4 separate regions of the Mus musculus genome follow, and all the other regions are linked to region 2. Evidence: chromatin contacts called from public HiChIP or PLAC-seq and Micro-C data. All regions are on one chromosome and are shown on one strand. Each heading gives the region's core, a stretch centred on a gene start, on an enhancer-like site or on the middle of the called end of the contact. The rest is flanking DNA. Distances are from core to core; before and after follow the strand shown.

Region 1 (3,739 bases), core at 308-2,807, 550 kb before region 2:
GCGATGTCAGACAGCTCCTTCTTCTGCTCCGGGGTCAGTGCTGGGTATGGGTGGGGCATGGTGCCGGTGGCAGTGCTTTCCTGGGTGAGGGAGGCAGACAGAGACCAGCGCTTAGTTGGACCATCCCATGGTCTCCCCGGTAACAAAGCTTCCCTGGAGGCCAGGGCACTAGCCCCCACCTCCCCTGCCCCACTCCCTGAGGGTCCTGGGATACTTCCTGTCCCAGAGCTCTCCCCTACTCCCGACTTCCCTATACTAGACCTGCCTCTTCCTGTACCTTTCCTAACTCTGTCTGTTGCTGGGTGTTGCCCAGCTCAGAGTGGGGTTGCTCACTGGCAACTGGGGGAAAGGAAAAAGCCAGAGCCAGGGACAGGCGGGTCATGTTGAAGCTGGACCCATCTGGCCTGCGCGTTGCCATGGGTCACCTTGCCTAGAAACAAAATTGAACCGGGAATATTTTAGAATTTAAGGATCACGAATAGGGCAGAGAGCCTAATACCCTCATCTGAAAGAGCCCAAGAAAGAAATGATCTGTGCTCAAAGCCACATAGCAACCCAAAGGCGAGAGTTAAGAGAGAACCAAGATTTCCCGACTGAGGTGGGGGGGCCCCTTCTAATCCACCCAGGGCCGGCCCAGGCTTCAAGGACACCCCAAGGTCAGGCTTCTCTCTTCGTGATGGTTGCGGGGGAGGAGCTCGAGGAAAAGGATTAATTATTAGGAAAAACACAGGGCCATCAGAAGCACAGAAAAGGGGCTATGGAGCCCAGGTAGAACGAAACCTTTGCCTCCATACTGTTAGAAGGGGAGGGAAAGGATGTACGAGGCACGTGCACTTCTACGCTACAGCGGTTCCAGACTCAGAATCAAGGTCACAGATAAGGAAAGATAGTAAAGTGTTAATGGGCAACAGAGTACTGCAGCTGAGGAGTTTAGCCTTCTCTCCTGGGGCTCCCCCGAAAGGAAACCAATTTCCTCCACCCCATCGCGTAAATCCTGAGACGGTGTAAGAGCCGATCGCCCCCGTCTCCCCATCGCTTCTTGAGATCTCTTGAATAGGAAATGGGACCCTGATGCTTTGCATAGCGGAGAGTTTTTGCAAAAATAAAGAGGGGTCTGTTTTTCCACCTCATCTTGCTTCCTCCCCCGGCATGACTCAGCGCGCTGAGTTGCTGCGTGGCGCAGCGAACCGCCAGGGCGCAGGCCGGAGAACCCGGGCTGGGGGCAAGCGTGGGGGTAGAAAAAGGAGAAGTGAGGGGCCGTGGGGAAGACGGCTCTGCACTGCCCGCCACCGGCCCAAGATCCTAACCCCATAGACCCTTCCCCGAGCACGTGTCAAATGGCGCTCACCTGGCACAGGACGGGGTGGGTCTGCCTGGTACGCCGGTGGGTAGGCGAAAGGACTAAGGAGCGAACGCGGCTAGGGTCACCAGAACCTCGTTCTGCTGCGCGTTCCAAGAGAACGCAGCCTATTCAGCTGGGTTGGGGGGGACGGGAGGCGGGGCCCCGGACATTTAAAGGCGCCGCTCCGCCCTCTGCAGGTTTTTTCCCTTGCAGGGACGGGAACCGTCCAATTGAAGGTGGGCACTGTGCGCAGCACCGCCCCAAGATGCTCCGATAGGAGGCGGCACTGGGGAGGAGACAAGCGGCTAGAACACGATCCCTCCTCCGCCCCGCTAGGACGTGACTCGAGCCACATCCCGCAGGTCACCAGGCCCCCCCCCCCAACACCCCCCCCCCCAACCCCTGCCTGGCGCGCGCGCGAACATCGTGACTCAGCCGGAATGTGGGTTGGCGAAGAGTAGGGAGGGGGTCAGAGTGAGATGGTGGCTGGCCTCTCCTCCAAGACCCCTGGCTTCCGGCTGTGTAGTTGCAGCCTGACGTCACTGCTAAGAACGCAGAGCTTCGGAGCCTCCCTGCCTGCCTGCTTCGTCGCTTGACTAAAATGCAGGGCGCGTTCCATCTCTCCCTGGCCAGAGCACGGCGCAGCTGACATGGTACGCAGGCAAAACCTCCCAGAACTAGTGTGCCGGCCACATCGGAACTGAGTGGCGTATCCAGGCCTGGCGTTGCCTAGCAGATTGGCGGGAGGCACCACCCGCGAGCTAAACACACCCAGTTTGAGGAAATGACCGACAAGGACTGGCCCAAGCCAGACAGGTCTTTCCCGAACCTGATTTCCTTCTCCAAAATAAAAAAATCCGTCTCGGAGCTCTCTTGTCACCCTGTAACTCTCAGAGCACTCAGTTTCCTCAGGTCCCAATCCGCAACCCCCATTCCCATCCTGCAATCCGGATAGCGGCCCACCTGTGGCGCAGTGACAGAAGCCGCAGAGCCCGGTCAGCAGAGAGTGAGCCCGGCAGTCCAGGGCTGGGTTTTAAGGCAGCTCCTACTCCCCACCCCTCCCCTACACACCCCCGCACCAGTGTCCCAGACCTTCTCGGTAACCCCTGCCCTTTCCCCACCACGAATCCCGCGGCCGGGACCTATATTTAGGGAAACCTGAGGCTCCTGACATTCATCCCTGCGTGGGGGGTGAAGAAGAGGCAGCTTTGGTTTGCCTTGAGAGGAGGAGGTGCCACTGCTCACTCACCGGTCTTTAGAGGAACCTCTTCCTTGGAAATACAGTGAAATTAGTCAAGAAATCAGTCTCAGGTCCAGGATCTGTAAGGCAGAACAAGAAGGGAAAACATCTAGATATTGCCTCCCACTGCCTCCTCTGGTTCCCTCCTCCCTTGACTCTGGTGCCTGCTGGTGGTTGTACTTTTTTTTTTTTTCCAAAGGAGAGCAGATGCAGGCAGGATACTCACCTCTTAAAATAACCAGGAGTCTAAAGGCAGGGTGTGGCTGGCCATCCCTTTATCCTGATAGTCCAGGTTGGCAGAAACCTCCCACACTGTTGCCTGGGTGAGCAATGTCCTGCATCCTCACCCTCACATACAATAGTTTATCAGGGAAGGGAGAGGAAGAAAGGCAGGGGCACTGGCCAGAGCATCAGGCCCTTTTCAGCGGTCCAAGGGCTCTCAGAATCCTGCCTTTCAGAGAACTCAAGGTTCCCAGGTAATTAGGCTGGGCCTGCCATCCATAGCTCCAGTGCAGTAGCTCCAGTAATGATGTCCTGAGGATCATAGAGGGGGCCCTGGGGACTGGCCACTCCCCAAAGAACAACGTCCCCAGCCCCATCTTTCATCTGAGCTTGATCTCGAAACAGAGGCAGTTGAGGCTCTGGCAGTCTGGGAGCTGGCAGGCACAGGCACAGTCACACAGTGGGCAGCAGCCAGGGCATCGAGGGGCCCAACCCTAAAGGAGAAGAGAGAGGTGGGTAAGCAGAGGGGCTGAGGAGCACCCACCCACCAGCCCAGTGGGACGGAGAGACAAAGCACTGGAAAGGAAGCACCCTCCATGCTGAACAGCAGCAGTGATAAAGTATCTGTCCCACTGGGTCCTGTGTGTGTGCGCGCGCGCGTGCGCGCGCGCGCGCGTGTGTGTATGCGCACATAGTAGGTATACTATACTCTCAAAGCCCTATGCAACCTAGAGGAAGTCAGGACCAGAAACATGTTTCAATCCTCATGAAGATAATTTCTGGGCTTTGGACTTTCTTGCTGGCATGAAACCAAACTATAATATCTCCTCCTAACGTTCCTCGTGAGACAGGCTCTCCCTCTACAGCTCAGACTAGTCAAGAGCCATGAAACCCAAGCTGGCCTCAAAAAAAATGACAATCCTTACTTCAACCTA
Region 2 (3,843 bases), core at 368-2,867:
GCACCCTTTGGTGACTGCGCAGGGACGAGTTCTGGCTATAGCACTTGCCACACTCGGGGCAGCTGTAGGGCCTCTCGTGGCTGTGGGTGCGCTGGTGTCGCAGGAGGTAGGAGCTGTCGCCAAAGGCCTTCCCACAGTGTGGACATTTGTAGGGCTTCTGGCCAGAGTGGGTACGCTGGTGGCGGAGTAGGTAAGAGCTATCAGCGAAGGCCTTGCCGCACCTGGGACACTTGTAGGGCCGCTCGCCTGTATGCGTGCGCTGGTGTTTGATGAGGTCAGAGCTCTGGGAAAAGGCCTTGCTGCAAACCTCACATTTGTAAGGCTTCTCGCCGGTATGGATGCGCTGGTGCTGGATCAGGGTCGAGCCTCGTCCAAAGCTCTTCCCGCAGATGCCACAGATGTTAGGTCGAGGGCCTTGCCCACCCCTGGCCCGGCCACCCCTACGGCCTGGCCCACGCAGGGTTCCTGTCAGATTCAGTGGATTCTGGAGCATCTCAAACTGGGGTGCAGCCAGCAGAGCCCCCGAAGGCATGTCAAATGGAGGCAGCGCTCCTGTGGGCTGCTCCCCAAACCCTTGAGTAAAGGAATCCAGGGGGTGGACTCCTAGGGAGATGCTCAAGGGATTCTTTTCCTCGGGGCTCAGAGGCATCTCTGCACCTTCCTGGAATTTGGAACTTTGAGTTTCAAACTCAGGGCTATGGGTTTTGAACTCAGAATTCTGAACGCCATCTCCAGAGTTCTGCGGTTCATACCCGGGGCTCTGAGATTCATACCCTGGACTTTGAGATTCAAATTCGGGGCTCTTTGAACCGTACCCAGGGCTTTTGGGTTCATACCTAGGACTCCCAGGTTCACAGCCAGGGCTCCTGGGATGGCAGCCAGGGCTTCGGGGCTCATACTTAGGACTCTGGGATTCAAACTCCGGGCTCTGAGGATCTGATTCAGGACTTCTGGGTGCAAACTCAGGGCTTGGGGGCACAAACCCAGGGCTTCGGGATTCAAACCCTGGGCTTTCAGGCTCAAACCTGGGGCTCTGGGATTCAAATTCTGGGCTTTGTGGCTCAAACTCTGGGCTTTGGGGTTCAAGCCCAAAAGGTATTTCTTCAACTTCATAGTCCCCATTGCCTTCTCGCTGAGAAATTTCCCCTTCTTCATTCTCACTTGTGTTGCCTGCAGGATCTGAGAATTACAGAAAATCCAGATTGAATGGGGGTCTGGAAGGTCATTGGGTCCATTAATTGTCCCAAAATTCTCTTCCCACTCCCCAAGCAGGGTCATTGGCCCCTACAAGTGAGGTGACAAAATGTACCACCTCCCCTCTAAAGACCCGGGGCACTCAGTCTCCACCCTCCACCCCACTTCCAAGTGTTTAAGATTCCGGCCTTATTTCCCTCCCGCAGGCCACAGCCCAGTTTTCTGGCACACTCCTAAGAGGCGCGGTCCTTCCCTCACCTTTGAGAGACCCTTCGGGGCTGCCCACTGCGTTGGGACTGTGCACATCCCGGGACTCCAGGCCCCACGACGACGCCTCCCGCTCCATCCCTGCCAGTTCCCAGTGCGGCGGCGGTGGCGATGGCGGACGATCCTACGACCCAGTTCGAGTGCCTGGAGCCCCGAGCCCTCGCCACCCGCGCGTTCAGAGCCTCCGAGGAGACCGGGCGGCCTGGCTTCGGCCGCGAAGGCCGGACGTCTTGACCCTGGGCCTCTCCGGCCCCGCCCCTGTCCGCTGCCCCGCCCCCCTCCCAAGGTCCCCGATTGTCTCGTGGCCCTCACCGGCCCCCGCGCGTCGTGGCCTCGGAGGTGAGGGGCGAGGCGACTCCTCCGGCCGTCCCCCAGCCACAACTCCCAGCCCGAGACCCTCTAGTCTCGGCCCCTAGCCCCGGCCGGGCTACTGCGCCCCTGCCCCCTCCCCCCGCACAGGAAGTGTCCGTCCCTGGCCAGTTCCCCCCGCTGGCTCGCGCCGCGGCCTCTCTAGGAGCGGCTGGAGGTGGAAACTCGTTGGCATTAACCCTGGACTGGATCTCCCGGGCCTCGGGGGGTGGGGGCGACCCGACGCCCCGGAGCCGGCGGGAAGGGCAACAGCAGTTTGTGTGTCTGTATCGCGGGTCTCGGCCTAACCGGGGACCTGTCTGCAGGTTTCTCCGACCATGTGCTGGCTACTGAGTGTGGCCAAGGGCGAAGCGGCAAGTGAGACCAAGGTCAGCGAGAAGGAGCGACGCTTCCCGGCGCCAGCGGGGGAGGCGGCTAGCTCCTCGCCTCAGCCTCGGGGCACTCGGACTGGCACCGGGAACGCGGACGGACGCCCGTTTGACCGCACAACCAGGCTCTGGAGCCCAGAGCCTGCTAGCCCGCCGAGCTACGACAGTGACACCCGCGCCCACTCCCCCCTCCCTCGCCCTCCCCTCCCCCTCCGCGATGCGGGCTCGTTGCCAGAGAAACAGCTCCGCCTCCGCGCCGCGAGGCACCGCCCACTCCTCCCAGGATTGGTTGTTGGGGCCGGCTGTCTCTGCTTCACCGTGGTCCCGGGGTCACCGTGGGTCCGGGCCGTGTAGAGCAGAGGGCGTTCAGGCCATTCTAACAGGATGCCCGGAATGCCTGCGGGAGTGAGAGAGGGAGGCGCCGGGCGTCTCCTCGCGAGCTCGGCCTGCGCTTTGTAAACTTTCCCCTGAGCCGTTTGTCCTGTATTAGGAAGAATGGAAGCCTAGGGCTCTTAGGGTAGACACCCTTCCTCCTCTGCTTTTCTCCCTTCTCGTTTCTTCTGCTCTCAGGTTTTACAGGTGCTGAGGGGCCACTCCAGAGATACTAACATAGGACGACCTTTAATTTCTTCCCTTTCCAAATCTTGTGTTTGATTCCTCGTTTCTTGATTTTCTCACAAGCGTGCGGGACAGTTCGGAGAGTGACACTGAAGAGTTCCAGAAGGGAAGGGGGAGGGGGAAGGGGAGAGAAGAGAAGAGAAGAGAAGAGAAGAAAAGAGAGGAGAAAAGAGAGAAGAGAAGAAGAGAAGAGAAGAGAAGAGAAGAGAAGAGAAGAGAAGAGAAGAGAAGAGAAGAGAAGAGAAAGAAGAGAAGAGAAAGAAGGAAGGTGGGCCAAACAGGCCCTTTTATAGCAAGCCAGACCTACCTGGCTGTTGCTAGGTAACTGTTGGGCGGAGCGTAGAAGGAATACCTGCAGATAGCCCTGGCCCCGCCCAGTCTGCGGGCCCTGTTCAGCCTTTCTCCCTGTCTCCCTGTGCTCTGCACTCTTCCAGATGGCTTTGGCTGTTCTCTCTCTCCTATCGACAATTAGAAATAAGATAAAGACTTTCCCCTAACTCTCGCATGGAACAGTCGTGTCGTCAGTATCATCTAATCTAATCTAATCTAATCTAATCATTTTCTACTCTTCTACTGAAGCAAGTTTGGTAGTCTTGACAGCTAACGAGCCAATTCGCTGCGCTCAGCTTCCTGCATACTATAATCAAGGGTTTTCACAGCCAGCAAGTTTGAAGATTCTGAAGACTCTGCTAAGCCTTTTGGGTGTCAGATGTCCAGATCTAGTAGTGATGTGTCTGTCCAGGAATGGTCTCTCTTTACCTCAGACTGGCCTTGACTTCTCTATGAACTGAGGATCCTCTTGTCCCCGTCTCCAGAGGACTGGGACTATATGTATGTGACACCATGCTCGGCCTTGTGAGTATGAGGCAAAGACTCCATCAACTGAGCTACACCCCTAGCTGCCTCCTCCTCTTTCTCTCCTCCTCCTCCTCTTCCTCCTCTCCCCTCCCTTTTCCCTCCCCCTCTCCCGCCCTCTCCCCCTCCTCTTCCTCATCTTTCTGTCTTCTTCTGTTTCTCCTTTTCTTCA
Region 3 (3,667 bases), core at 845-3,344, 550 kb after region 2:
ATCTAGAACTCTGTCATGCCTCCTCAATGACAGACAGCAGGTGCTTCTGGTGAAAGTACTCTTAAGACAGGATCTGATGGGCCTCATCTGGTCAATAATTCTTGGGACCCAGAGTAAATTCTCTTGCTAAGCTACACAAGATGAAACACAAGTTACACTTTGGAGTCCTCTCAAAAAGAAGTTCAAGGTCAACCTGGAATGTCTCCCAAAGCAAAGCAAACCAAAAAACTATCAGTTGAGCACGGTGGTGTACAGTCCCAGCACTCCGGAAGCAGAAGCAGGAGAGTTCCTGCAAATTCTAGGCCAGACTGGTCTACATAATGAACTCCGGGACAACTAGGGTTATGTAGAGAGACCCTGTCTCAAAAAGACCCTGTCTCAAAACCTACCAGGTGTGGTCCAAAGCCATGCTTTAATCCCAGCACTCTGATGGCAGACACAGTCAGATCTCTCAGTCTGAGGCCAGCTGGTCTACAGAGTGAGTTCCAGGACATTCAGGACTACACAGAGAAACCCTATCTCAACACCTGCCTCAGCCTCACCACACCCCTCAAAAACAAACCAAACAACAAAAACAAAACCCATGTGAGGTGTGGTGGCCCATGTAGTGACTTCCAGAACGGCCAGGATTACACAGAGAAATCCTCTCCTTGGGTTGGGGGGGAGGGGGGAAGAGGAAAAAAGGTGAGGGAGGGAGAGGGAGAAGAAAAAACGAAAAACTAAACAAAAAGAAAGAAGTTGATTCTTTGCCATAAAACTGAGATTGTGAGAAATCTTTGAGGGCCCTCAGCCTCTGGCTACCTAAACCAAGTAGGATAAGCCTCCTGCTAAGTGTTCTGCTTTCTTGACTCCTTGTGATGAGATTGCTCAGTAATTAGCAGCTGGGTGTCAATTGTCTGGGTCACCGACACGACACGACACGAGGTGGGGCTGCTCTGGATTTCAGAAGACAGGTCATGAAGGGGCAAAGCCACTCACTCACCTAACAACAGCTGTAAGGTGTAGAACAGGCAACCAAATATGCTGTTGGATTGGTTGAGGACGCTGTCCGCTCCTAGCATGTGCTCCACCAGCCCAAAGCCCCGGCCCCACCTGGTGGAAGTGAAAGAAGCAGGTAAGTGGGGTAGGCCAAGTGCCTCTTGAGCTTTTTTGTAGAACAGTGATTAGCAAGAAGCTCCACCTACTAAGAGTCCAAAGGGCATTGACCTGGCATGTCCTGGGGCTCTTAGTGGCCTGTCATCACAGACTATCAATAATTTTTCAGGAGTTGGTGAGATGGCTCAGGAAAAACAAGTATCAGCTGCCAGGCCTGTCAACTGGATCGAATCCCCCCGCAGCCCACAAAGAAGGAGAGACTCAACTCCCGAACGTTATTCTCTTGACTTCCACATGCATGTAGTGGCATGCATGTGCCACCTCACAAACAAATAAATGAAAGGTTAAAAGTTTTTCCCAGCTTGATTTCGCTTTACGGTGATCACAACTGGGAAATCTATTTGCTTGGGCCTACAAAGCTACAGTTCCCTCACCACCCACTAACATTTGGTCCTCCAACCCGGACAGAGTGAGCCACTTTGTCCCCTCAGCACAGCCAATAGTCCACCCCCTCCTCCCGCTTTGTATCATCTCAAGTTTCCTCAGTCTCTATGCAATATACTGCCCTGCCTCCTCCAGTCTTCCCATCATTGGTATTTACAGTATCCTCAGAAAGCGTTCAAGCACCAGTATCTCTGTGAGGTCCAGTGTGCACGTCCGATTACCCACCAAAACCCATGGAGCCAGGCCGCTCTCAAAGTGTCCTTTCTGTGGACACTGCGACCCCAGACTCCAAAATTATCTGGTAACCTGGCCTTCAAGAGCCCCATGCTTTCCATGTCTGCACGCACCGAGAGGAGAAGACGCGGGAACAGCTGATGGCCGTGCCCACATCGCAGAGCGCGCGGTAATTTTCATCGCGGGCGCGCGCCGCCTTCACGTGCAGTGCGTACAGTGAGAGGGCTAAGCCAGCGAGGCACAGTGCAAGCCGCACGAGTCCAGGGCTCCTCCAGGTGGTGCCCATGTCGACAGTACAGCCCAGGGACAGGAGGGAAGAATCGCCACGGGGCAGGGCGGGGCCTGCTGTCACCACGCCCCTCCTACCGGAAGATTGGTCGGCCTCCGCTGGCGTTCTCCAATTCAATTGGTTATTCTTAGGCATGACAGCTAGGAATGCTGGGCTGGTAAACAGGATTTAGGAATGTGGGTAATCATTGATAACGCAGCTGCCGGGCATGATGGGAATTGTAGTTGGAGAGGCTGCAAGACATTAAGGGAAATTTGAGTATGTAGTGCTGTAAAGCTACTTTGTTTTGTTTTGTTTGGTTTTTCAAGGACAGGGTTTCTCTGTGCAGCCCTGGCTGTCCTGGAACTCACTCTGTAGACCAGGTTGGCCTCTAACTCAGAAATCTGCCTGCCTCTGCCTCCCAAGTGCTGGGATTTAAAGGCGTGTGCCACCATGCCCGGCTCTGTAAAGCTACTATTAACAGGACGGTAACACACACACACACACACACACACACAAACACAAACACACTGTCGCTATCTTCAGACACACCAGAAGAGGGCATTGGGTCCGGTTACATATGATTGTGAGCCACCGTGTGTGGTTGCTGAGAATTGAACTCAAGGACCTCTGGAAGTTCAGTCAGTGCTCTTAACTGCTAAACCATCTCCCGTTTAGCTCATTTGGGGGGGGGGGGGAGGTGAGACAGGGTTTCTCTGTGTAGCCCTGGTTGTCCTGGAACTCACTCTGTAGAAGACCAGGTTGGCCTCGAACTCAGAAATCCTCCTGCCTCTGCCTCCCGAGTGCTGGGATTAAAGGCATGCGCCACCACGCCCGGCTTAGCACATTTTTTATGACAAGTTCTGTCTATGCATCTGGTATGTCTAGAACCTACGGGTCAATAGACGAATGGAATTCCGCGAAAGCAGGGATACGACTCTGGAAGCATTTTCCCCGAAATTATTTCAGATACCATTTGTCTACAACCTGTCTTTCAAGATCACCGCCAGCCATCCCTCGTGTCTCACTAGCGCCCCTTGTGGGCAGAGGCACCCTCCCTCTCACAATAAATTCCTTTATCTAGGCCATACTTTCCTGTGATTTCCCAGACCTCTGTACCACTGTGGCGCACTCTTGGCAAAACCTGAGCCTGGATCAACCCAACAATCCCTCTTATATTATCTCCCCTTTACAAATATCCCCCCCTCCCCACTGAGGACCTGTCAGTTCTGTACTGTCTGCCTTTCCACCCTTCCCATTTGCCTGGAGTTTCTTCACCAGCTCCCTCTCCAGTTGTCTTTAATCTAATCCCTTCACAGCCAAGTTTTGGGAAGATTTTACATTCCCAGTCTTCCTTACGTCTTACTGATGCTCACATGACAAACTAGCTGCCCTTGAGCATGTCCTTGACACCTAGTTGCAAGCATGACTTGAACATTGAGTCTAATGTTTATTTTTAGAGTCAAAAAGTTTGACTTCCAAGTGATATTAGTTACTGCTTTAAGGAACTCTTTCTTCCTTGATGGCTGCCCTCTCTCCATGGCTTCTCCTTCTCGGGTCTACTTCTTTTACGTCAGAGAGTGTGGTGGATACTGTAAGTGTTCCTGCTCAGATGGGAAGGTATCC
Region 4 (3,627 bases), core at 618-3,117, 530 kb after region 2:
GTAAAAAAAAAAAAAAAAAAAAAAAAAAAAAAAAAAGAGGCATCTAGATATAATCCTCAAATAGGTCAACATATAAGCCTCCCAAACCTTGAGCCTTTTGATGAAACTGTGTTGTGGTGAATGTTTAATGATATCCTAGGCCTAACAACCAGTCAGCTCACATGATCCCATTTTTCCACCCTCAGATTCTGTAGCAGCGTCCACTCTGGTCAGCAACCAAAGCTCCATCAACAATTCACAAACTTTACCACCTCCATATGCAATTCCCTTTGTCCCTCCTTTTCCTTCTCCCATGGGAAGATACTTGCATGCTTCCAATACTCCATTCCCCACAAAAATAATAACGAGCTGTAAGATGAGGGATGCATCGCGCTCGGGGACTCAATTTCTTCAGTGGAATAGTGGAACAGCATACGGGAGTTTGCAGGGCAGTAGGGCCTACCAGACTCTCTGAGGAGGGACAAGACCTGCAGAAACCCAGCGCTCCTCGCTCTCTGCAACCGTGTTTGTGCGGGTGTCCTCGCCAGACAGGCAGCCCCCGCAGAGCGGGGCTGTATGCTGACTCATTTGGGACTAAACCCTAGGATAACGTAGCTTCGGCGAGCGGAACAGGGCAGAATGAATGAAGAAGGAAGGCATGAAGAAATGAATGGACGGAGGATTCAGAGCAGGACAAAGACCTGCAAAATGGCGTTCTTTAGGACCGCGGGAGGGGCGGGCAGAACCTCGGACTGGGAGGGGGGGCGCAGCCGCCAAGGACTCGGCGACGAGGCCCTCGCCACTCAGACAAAAGCCCGGAACATGGCGGACTCTAGGACCCCCGGGTCCGCGCCGAGCAGGGCCGGCAGTCGCGTCCGCTGAGCCTGGGCATCCAAAGCACTGACCGGCGGGCACCGGGCGGGTTCTAGGACCTGCTGGGCCCGCAGCCCGCCCGAGGCCGCTCACGGCTCGCCCCGCCCGGGATGCTCGCGCCTGGTCAACTCCGTCCGCTCGGCAGCACACGTGAAGCCGGGAGCACCCCAAACCGCGTCGGGGGCCGCTGCCCGAGCCCCCGCGACTTCCCGCCGGCGTGTCCTACCTGGATCGGTTTTCGCAGGCTCCGCAGCTTTGGCGGCGGTGCCTGGCGCCGACGGAGCTCGGGACAGTCGGAGAGGGGCAGGCGCTAGGACCCGGAGGGAGGGCGGGGAGGGGCCGCCGGGCAGACGGCGGAAGTGGAAGGCCGCCTTCCTTGCTCGGGAGGAAGGAAAAACTTAGGGAAGCAGCCCCGAGCCTGCGGAAGCAGAGAAGTATCTTGCGAAGGGTTTCTGGGTGCTGAGGGGCTGGCACGCCGGGCTGATTGACGGCGGACACCCGCCAAGTCGCCGGAAGCGTCTGCAGGAGCTAGGAGGTGGGACGATGCGGAGAGGGCGCTCGGGCTTTGTGGTGCCCGCGTCCACGTCGAGTCCACATTTCCTCTAACAGCGAGGAAAGGACTCAGCGAGGATCCCTCCACGCCAGCCCTGGGAAGAAGCTTTTATGGAACCTCGTGAAAAGTGTCACCAAAGCGCCGTAGCCGGGGCTGCAGGGTCTTTCCTGTGACCGTACTGCCCGAATAAGCACGCGAAGGGTTTCAGCAGCTCTGGACGGAAGTGTGGCTTAAATCCATCCGAACGCCGCGCCGACCTGCGTGGGCGGAGCCAGAGCTGCGCCCGCAGCGGAGCGTGGGGGCTCACGCTGCCTGGGAGCTCCAGCATTCTGGAAATTGAGGCAGGAGGATTGCTCCGAGCTCGAGGCCGGCCCGGGCTGCAGAGTTAGACCCAGTCTCAAAACAACAAAAAGAAAACAAACAGTCGGGCCCACCCGGAACCTAGCGCCGGAAGCGTGTCCGTGCGGAAACACTGCCCGCGGGAGGGACAGGAAGTGTTCCCAGGCGGAAGTTTCGCGGGGAAGCATTAGCATCTAGGACACTTCCTGGTTCCTGGTAACAATAGGAAGTGTCCGCGGAACTGGGCTAGACTCTGGGTTCATACCAGCTGTCCCTGCTCCCTCTACCTCCTCCTCTCTCCCGCACCTTTCCCTCAGCTACCACTCCCGGGTACCCTGGCTGAGTGTGCGTGTGTATGGGCTCGAGAACTCTCGCACCAGCCACCACTTATGGCTCGCGGCTGCAGTTAGGGTAAGGGTCCCAGTGCGCAGGCGCGCTCCCGTTCACGACCTCCAACGGACGCGCCGGCGGCGGGAACCAGAAGGCACTCCTGGTGCGAGGTAGGGATCTAGAGAAGAAATTGGCAGAAAAGACGAGTGACTCTACAGGAATGTGATGGTGGTTGGTTAGGAAAAGGGGACTCGAGTGAAGGAGTTTTGAGAAGTGAGAATTCTGGGACCAGGCTCAGCTGGTGAGATTAGAAATAGTTGTGCTAGGGTCCCAGGAGACTAGTCAGCCCCGGAGAAAGGCCAGATGATGTGGCAGAAATGAATAGCTGCTGCTGGTTTTGGAATGAAGGTTGCCTCTTGAAGTGAGTTTATGTAAAAAAACGAGGTAACACGGCTTTGGATTTAGTGGTGTAAATGTACTTACAAGCTTATCATAGTGTCGCATGATTCTAGTCCCAGTTTGGGAAGCGAGGGCTACATAGTAAGACCCTGTCTGAAATGCCACCCACCCACCCCAAATACACTTGTGTAACAGCAGTGCTTGGCCCATGGTACTGTCCAGCCTGAGTTGCTATCATAATTTAGAGAAAAAGTAGAAGAGGGAATGAAAAGTGTTGGAGACAGCAAGGTAAGGTAGGTAGGGGATAGAAAAGGCAGAGAATAAAATGAACTTTCAACCTGAAATGGAATGGGATTAAATGTACTTAAAGGAAGTAAAACTAACGCCTAACAGGGAAACAGTGTGATGCTGAAAAGGCCAGGTTCATCCCTAAGAGGGCCTCTACCTTCTACAACACATAGGTGACCACTGAAGCCAGGTTCGTCCCTAAGAGGGCCTCTACCTTCTACAACACATAGGTGACCACTGAAGAAAGCAGCTGCTCTGCCATTCTTTTCAGACCACTCGGTTTAGCTGAAGAGTGAAGAAAGAAAGGTTGCACGTCTGTGTAAGGCCTGCCCAACAGTCGTGGCTGTCTCCTTCAATCTCAACTCTCAGGAGTCTGAGGTAGGAAAATTCATAAGTGTGAAACTAGTTTGGGCGACTGAGGGAATCCCAGAGCAGCTTGAACTTTACAGTGAGCTGAGACCATATCTCAAAAGCAAATAGTTCTGGTTCGTTGTTACAAAAACAAACACACACCTCATAGATTTTTGTTAGGTTGTCAGAATGATAGAGTGCACAGTCTGAAGATCAATAAGATCCATTATATATAACCTAAAAAACAAAATCAGTCTGTCTAGGCTCCAGATTTTATTTTCCTTATTTCTCTCAGGCTCTAGAGATGACTTAAACCTGGGGGAACATTTCTAGGAGTTTGTGCATAGCGAGGCTTTCTGAACCTCCAGACCTAAGAGAGAGCGGGTCCCTTGGCATGGATGTTTGGGGAACCTCTTTGCGACTTGCTTTAGTAACCAAGAAACAAAACTGACTCGATCCTTCCTTCTGACTACTGTCCCCCCTTTCTAGGCCTCAGCCCTTCTGCAGAGAGAATG

What was found. Hi-C and Micro-C count contacts between places; a contact is called where the count stands out from the background. HiChIP or PLAC-seq counts read pairs in DNA pulled down with a chosen protein or histone mark.
Region 1: a contact with region 2 is called in an H3K27ac HiChIP or PLAC-seq map of thymic regulatory T cells, with 6 times the contacts expected there. The contact joins the promoter of Aldoa here to the promoter of Zfp768 in region 2. A contact is called at or near these places in 3 of 39 promoter capture datasets (embryonic stem cells, liver and pre-B cells), 1 of 484 Hi-C or Micro-C datasets (embryonic stem cells), 6 of 115 datasets of contacts at active chromatin or transcription factors (the 230-238 cell line, bone marrow-derived macrophages, double positive thymocytes and 3 more) and 2 of 9 other capture datasets (adipose tissue and liver).
Region 3: a FOXA1 HiChIP or PLAC-seq map of pancreatic cancer cells shows a contact between it and region 2. The contact joins the promoter of Vkorc1 here to the promoter of Zfp768 in region 2. A contact is called at or near these places in 2 of 39 promoter capture datasets (liver and neutrophils) and 1 of 115 datasets of contacts at active chromatin or transcription factors (pancreatic cancer cells).
Region 4: a contact with region 2 is called in a Micro-C map of embryonic stem cells, with 4 times the contacts expected there. The contact joins the promoter of Zfp668 here to the promoter of Zfp768 in region 2. A contact is called at or near these places in 5 of 39 promoter capture datasets (the C10 cell line, cranial neural crest, hematopoietic stem and progenitor cells and 2 more), 5 of 484 Hi-C or Micro-C datasets (embryonic stem cells, natural killer cells and nephron progenitors), 4 of 115 datasets of contacts at active chromatin or transcription factors (bone marrow-derived dendritic cells, embryonic stem cells, extraembryonic endoderm stem cells and 1 more) and 1 of 9 other capture datasets (liver).

What each region holds. Positions count from the first base shown.
Region 1 is chr7:126,797,697-126,801,435 of GRCm38.p6, forward strand. It overlaps Aldoa (aldolase A, fructose-bisphosphate), which reads right to left and starts at 1,558. Exons shown (of 9, transcript NM_007438.4): 1 at 1,349-1,558; 2 at 1-80. The coding sequence starts at 59.
Region 2 is chr7:127,343,697-127,347,539 of GRCm38.p6, forward strand. Zfp768 (zinc finger protein 768) reads right to left here and starts at 1,618. Exons shown (of 2, transcript NM_146202.1): 1 at 1,453-1,618; 2 at 1-1,179. The coding sequence starts at 1,540.
Region 3 is chr7:127,893,523-127,897,189 of GRCm38.p6, forward strand. Vkorc1 (vitamin K epoxide reductase complex, subunit 1) reads right to left here and starts at 2,095. Exons shown (of 3, transcript NM_178600.2): 1 at 1,887-2,095; 2 at 983-1,092. The coding sequence starts at 2,059.
Region 4 is chr7:127,874,969-127,878,595 of GRCm38.p6, forward strand. It overlaps Zfp668 (zinc finger protein 668), which reads right to left and starts at 1,868. Exons shown (of 3, transcript NM_146259.4): 1 at 1,079-1,868. Zfp646 (zinc finger protein 646) reads left to right here and starts at 2,733. Exons shown (of 3, transcript NM_172749.4): 1 at 2,733-3,139; 2 at 3,602-3,627.